Linked DNA regions of Gossypium hirsutum: region 1 is linked to region 2. A link is a contact called in public Hi-C data. All regions are on one chromosome and are shown on one strand. The core of a region is the stretch at or near the end of the contact, and the rest is flanking DNA. Distances in the headings are between cores, read along the strand shown.

Region 1 (3,253 bases), core at 31-2,530, 140 kb before region 2:
TGATCGTGACTCTTTTCCGTCTGCCAGCGATGAACTCACCCACAAAGAACCGTCTGATGCCTCTCTAGCTGCTCATCCACAACTTCAAGAAGTTCTTACAGCTTCTGCTCTTTCTTATAATGCATTGGACGGTGGCTATTCCACCACTACCTTCGATTTACTGGCTGCATTCACGATAAGCCAATATGGGTGCTTTTGCATTGGGATAGTATCCACAATTTTGTTCAGACCCGTTTGGCTACCTTTTTGCATTTGACTACTAAAGAAACTCCCTTATTCTCCGTTTTAGTCGGAAACGGTGAGCGGTTGCATTGTACAGGTTTTTGTCGTTAAGTCCTATTGGTCATTTAGGGTCAAGAGATTAATGTTGATTTTTCTGTTCTGCTTCTTAAGGGTTAGGGTATGGTTCTTAGGATTGAATGTTGGCGACTCTCGGGCTGGTTGTCACCAACTATGCCACCGCCCAATTTCAGTTTACCTACAACAATCAACCAATTTGTTGGTAAGGTGACACGTCTCCGATTGTTCATCAAGTTTAGTACAATTGTCTTCGACGAATGGCCCATACACAAGCTACTGCAGAGTATTTTTCACTCAAACTGCTGTGCCCCGACACGACTTCTCTTCCTCCGTATCCGACTGATCTCGTAGCTCTCTAATCGACCTTCTCGGATGTCTTTGCCAAACCTCTGGGTCTTCCACCAGCCCATCCAAACGATCATGCCATCCACTTGTTACCGAATACGGGACCCATCCAAGTTCAACCATACAGATATCCTCACTTCAGAAGAGAGAAATAGAGAAGTTAGTTCACAAAATGTTACGCGATGGTGTAATCAAACCCAGTACCAGTCTATTTTCTTCTTCTGTATTGTTAGTGCGCAAGAAGGACAGAACGTGATTTTGTGTTGATTATCGCGCCCTCAACGCTGTCACGGTCAAAGACCGATTTTCCATTCTGTCGATCCACGAATTGTTTGAGGAGCTCTATGTGCCCGATTTTATTCCAAATTGGATTTGTTGGCGGGTTATCATCATATTAGGATAAAGGCTGGTTATGAATGCAAGACAGCCTTCCGAACTCACGAGGGCCATCACCAGTTTTTGGTTATGCCATTTGGCTTAACCATCGCACTGTCAACATTTCAAATCCTGATGAACGATGTCTTCCGACCTTTTTTTCGTGTCTTTGTTCTGGGTTTTTTTTACAATATATTGGTCTATAGTTCAACTTGGGCTACTCATCTTCATCATGTTGAGCAGGTCTTTCAACGGCTTCGGATCCATCAGCTTATAGCTAAACAGTCCAAATGTTTGTTTGGCCAAGGTTCCATTGGCTATTTAGGACAGATTATTTTGGCCCAATGAATTGTTGTCGATCTTACCAAAATTCATGCCATTTCCTAATGGCCAACATCGACCACCGTTAATAAGGTCCAAAGTTTCTTGGGTTTCGCTGGCTATTACCACCATTTCGTCCGTCATTATGTTACCATCGCTGGACCTCTTACTGATTTGCTAAAAAATGACAACTTCTATTGAACTTCCCAAGTGGCGGATGCTTTTTTCCGTTTGCAACAGTTACTTGCTTCGGCTTCGATTTTGCAATTGATGGATTTTATCAAACCTTTTGTTCTCGAAACGGATACTACCAGAGTAGGTATTGGCACCATTTTGTCCCAGGATCATATCCAATTGGTTATTTCAGCCAAAAGCTCAATCATCGAATGTAATCTGCTTCCACTTATCAACGGGAGATGTTCGCCATTACACAAGTAGTCACGAAATGGGGCCAGTATTTGTTGGGTCAACGATTTTCCATTATTACCAATTAACAATCTTTCCGGTGTTTCACTGATCAAGTGATTCAGACACCGGAGCAACAGAATGATTTGCGAAACTCATAGGATATGATTTTGAAATTCGATACCGCCTAGGAAAGTCTAACCTCGCCGTCGATGCCTTATCTCAAGTTCCTTTGACATCATTTACGCTCTCATGCCCAATTTTTACAATTGTAGACGTTGTAGGTCTTGCTACTCAATCCCATCCAGAAGTCCAAGAATTGCGTCACCATCTTCACTCCAATCCTCCAATTACTACCTAACTTTGCCTACAATGATGGACTTCTTTTCTTTCGTGACCGTCTAGTCCATCCATTAAATTCACCACTTCGTCACCAACTATTGTCAGAATTTCATTCGTCTTCGATTTGTGGTCATGTTGGCATTACAAGAACATTTCATAGACTATTTTCCAATTTCTACTGGAAAGGTATGCGTCACGATGTTCATCAGTTTGTTTCTAAATGTCAAATATGAAAAATAAAACATCGATAATGACGATGTATCGCAAAGAAAAAATAAAGAAAAAATATATTTTTACGTGAAAACCCATTCGGGAAAAGAACCACGGGCAGAAAAGAAGACAATTCACTATATCAAATTAGAATAAAATACAAGAGGAGTAGACTATCTCTATTTATAGGCTTGAAAAATCATATTCTTATAGGATGAGTGTAGTAAGGTTGAAACACCTTATTCTAATCAATATCAAATAGATGATGTGCGATAAGTTTGAAAAACCTTATTCCAAAATAAAATAAAATCAAAGAAGTGTAGTCCTATATGGATTTTACTTTTATTTTATTTTATTTTACCCACTGTGTTTTATTTTAACAAGGATTCGGGTCACTTTATTCTAACAATCTCCACATTGACACGAATTTTTCAACAAACAAGTTCTTCATCGAGAACTCTCAATTAAAAAGTTTCTCACCTCCTCCATAAAAACCCCTTAAAGATTTAACTTCAACAATAAACACCAATCAAGTCTAAGCAATGCTCAAACTTGGTAATGGGAAGTGACTTAGTTATCATATCTGCAGGATTTTCATGGGTACTAATTTTGCTCACAACAATATCACCACAAGCAATAATATCACGAATAAAATGATACCAAACATCAATGTGCTTTGTTCTCTAATGAAACATTTGATTTTCGTAAGGAATATGACACTTTGACTATCACAATATACTGTACTGATTTGAAGGTTTTCATTAAGTTCACTAAAGAGTCCCTTCAACTAAATGGTTTCTTTACAAGCCTCAGTAATCGCCATCTACTTAGCTTCAGTGCTAGATAAAGCGACTATAGTTTGCAAAGTGGCTTTCCAACTGATTACACAACCTCCAATTGTAAAGACATAACCTGTGAGAGATCTCCTTTTATCAAGGTCTTCAGCAAAATCAGC
Region 2 (3,183 bases), core at 608-3,107:
TGGGAATATGACCTCTAAGAATCTTCCAAATACATAAAAGAACTCAGAAAAATCCAACCATACCCTATCCAACACTCATACAAGTCTGAGTAACAATAGCAACAAACACCATGCCAAAAAGCCATAGCAGCCAAGACATTTGATAAACTACAAACAGTTCATGATCAATAAAGCTAGTAGTTTACCATACCAGGAATTGAAAGTTGAGAATATAAAACATACACAAAGGAATTTGCCACTTCAGAAGACATGAAAAAAGATGCAAGAACGGTGGTGTTTCTTATGCAACAACTATGAGTACATATTTTTAGTGAACTGACTCAATTTGATAAAAACACATATCTATCAGCAGTGCATAAATAGAATTGATTTATAGATTTAATCCTCTTTAGAATCTGGCAGCTAATACCACGAGTTCTTCATCCACAAAAAAGCCCTAGAGGTCAAAGAGAATATGCCTAGGAATTGGAAAGGTGATTTACTTACCTATTAGTGTTAGAAATTACATTAGTTTAAACTTTAATCACACATGTTAGAAATGGCAATTATTTTATGTGTTTCGAAGTTAAAACCAACCTGATGCAAATGGTGAGTTAACTCCCAACAGAGAAACATAGAAAAGCAGGCAGCATAGGAGATTATGTGTTGAATAAAAAAGTTCCCGAGCTTGAGATCAGTGCTAAAATGGTGTGGCAGAAATACCAACAGCAGTGCTGAAAATAGATAAGCTGCAGCAGAAAGCTTCAATGCCCTAATAATGGCGGAAGGGATCCCCATCTTGAAGCTAAAGAAAAGGGGACGCTGTAGACAAAAAGCAAACAAAACCCAAGTCATAAAACAGACTGAAAGAAGATATTTTTCAGAACAAGAAAGACTTAACAATATTATAAATTCACCTGAATGATGGGGAACTGCAATACCCATCGCCGCTTATAAACATAAAAAGAAGCGTAGAATAACCCGGAAGCAAAACCCTTAAAACCCACTCTTCCATTGAACCCACAAAAAGACACAGCTGAGAGAGAACCCGAAACAGCGGCGGCCGTCAGCAACACCGGAAAACTACGTCTAAATTTAGGTTGGGGAGATAAGACGGTAGAGAGGGACACAGAGAACAACAGCTGGGACAGATGAAAGCTGAAAAAGGAGACGAAGATTGCAGTGGCGGAGCGCCAGGAGACGATCGTTATAGTGAAGGCCAAGAAAATCAAGCTACTTAGAATCGATTGCCATAGTAGGAACCCTACCAACCGGTTCTTCACTACCATGTCTGATTCAGCTGCAGTCCATGAACACATACTGGGTTCCCCTTTTTTCCTTTTAAAAGATTCAAAATATCTGAAACTACTGCCACAAAAATAGATGTTTAGGTCAAAAGTTAATAAAAATTTTCAGCTACAAATATTTGAAGCAGAATTTTTATGTGCAATGCTGTGATAATCAAATTAATAGAAATTAAGAAAAGGAAATAATAAACCCAAAAATTTTATAAAAAAAAAAAACAAGGGAAAAGACGAGAGTTACTTACCCAATCAGTAGTTGAGCTATGGAGGGGAAGAGGGAGAGGGGAGAGGGGAGAGGGTTAGAGCTGGTGACAATGTGAGAATACGGTGCAGTCAAGGTCAAGGAGACCAACAAGATGGTGGGGAGAAGAGAAAAGGGCAAGGAACAGAAAAAAGAAGGGGGGAAATAAATAAGAGTGAAGGCAGTTTGACAGTATAGAGGAAAAAATTTTGGAGGCGGCTCATTTACGCTACATTTGATTTGAATGACCTTATAGACACGTGAAATATTTTTCCGGTCATTTGAGAATGAGTATAATGTATTTCATTGTCACTATAAAATATCTACAGTCCAGGGACAAGGATAGTAGTTGTTCAATTCTTTTTAATGCCAAACACTTGAACATCTTTTTTAGCTCATTCTTTTCTTACAGCAAATTCAATACATTCATATTTTAATTATTACTTAAATATGAACTAAATTTATTTTATCATTATAGATTTTAAATTATTAAAACAATTAATAGTAATCACATGAAATAGAACATATTAATTAATACAATAGAAAATTATATCCTTTAACAACTCTCAAGTCTCAAACTCAACCCACACTTCTTTGGCATCATTAGTACAAAGGAAAAATTATTTACTAATTCAGAAAGTATACAATATCAAAATTAATGTTTTTCAATAATATGCAGACCAAAATCAACCAATTTTTTTTTATATATATAAATATACTCAATGACTCAAGTTTGACTTCCGCAAGACCACAAAGTAGATACTACAACGTAACATGCTTTTATTTTCCGATCTAAAAATGGACCAAAAATCAGATATGTCAAATCTTAACCATTGAACCTTTAGCTGGATAAGTCTCCGGGGCCATTGATCTCCTGCCCACAATAAAAAACATTACAACCAATTAGCAAAACACAAAACCAATCCCAGTAATGGCTGTAAGAAAGAGACTGTGGTTCATTTGTCATCCCAATGTTTTCACCTTGTTTTCGATTACAATTCCGTCCGGAATCTCCAACTTTTCTCCTGGTTTTGCAGCAATTTTCACTTTTCCCTGTAAGAAAAGATAATAATTCCGTGGAAAATTTAAGTGTCAAGAAGAGGAGAAACTTGAAGCATGGTAACAGCAAAATTAGCACACAATCGTAGTCTGAATGATCAAACAAGTTTAAATCATCCGGTATCTGGATTTTCTAGCAGACCAAGTATCAAAACAATTGATTAAAAGTTTAAAACAATGGTCCAGATTTCCTGATAGCAAACATCGGCGACAAAATTGGCGAACTAGGGCAATAGATCAATAATTTATAACCATTCACACCATATTTAGGATCAAACTGATATTTGGACATATATTTTCATCAAAAGGATCATAATAGAGGGAAATTCTACTAAGCTGAATTCCGAACACTGCAACAATCAGGACAATATTCAATCTCACCAAAAGAGCCATTTTAATGCTTCGTAAATAGCTCATATGGAATGCAAAAGTCTAAGACATGCGAGTAGCTACACAACAGTTGGAGGGTGTAATATACCTTGAGAACCATACCAGCACCAAACCAAACATCACCAGTCACGGTAAGGCTATCAAGATTAATGATGCTTGGGATTGTCTTGAACCGACTTAAGAAGTTGCTAACCTGTTAAGAAAATTAAT

What was found. A called contact is a pair of places that touch in the nucleus more often than the background predicts.
Region 1: a contact with region 2 is called in a Hi-C map of leaf, with 2.0 times the contacts expected there. The contact joins the enhancer-like site here to the promoter of LOC121204913 in region 2. A contact is called at or near these places in 4 of 34 Hi-C or Micro-C datasets (callus, hypocotyl and leaf).

What each region holds. Positions count from the first base shown.
Region 1 is chrA08:5,083,883-5,087,135 of Gossypium_hirsutum_v2.1, reverse strand. No RefSeq gene overlaps it. Among protein-coding and RNA genes, the nearest start is that of LOC107949398, 7.3 kb to the left of the region's middle. Within about 2 kb of position 1,280, at least 9 of the 9 cell types and tissues checked have an H3K27ac peak or open chromatin away from gene starts, as enhancers often do. A contact at or near this core is called in hypocotyl and leaf, where this site is marked.
Region 2 is chrA08:4,946,532-4,949,714 of Gossypium_hirsutum_v2.1, reverse strand. LOC121204913 reads right to left here and starts at 1,857. Exons shown (of 5, transcript XM_041075706.1): 1 at 1,529-1,857; 2 at 897-1,344; 3 at 577-801. The coding sequence starts at 1,298. LOC121204914 (UTP--glucose-1-phosphate uridylyltransferase) reads right to left here. Exons shown (of 21, transcript XM_041075708.1): 19 at 3,062-3,166; 20 at 2,506-2,577; 21 at 2,128-2,398. The coding sequence ends at 2,366.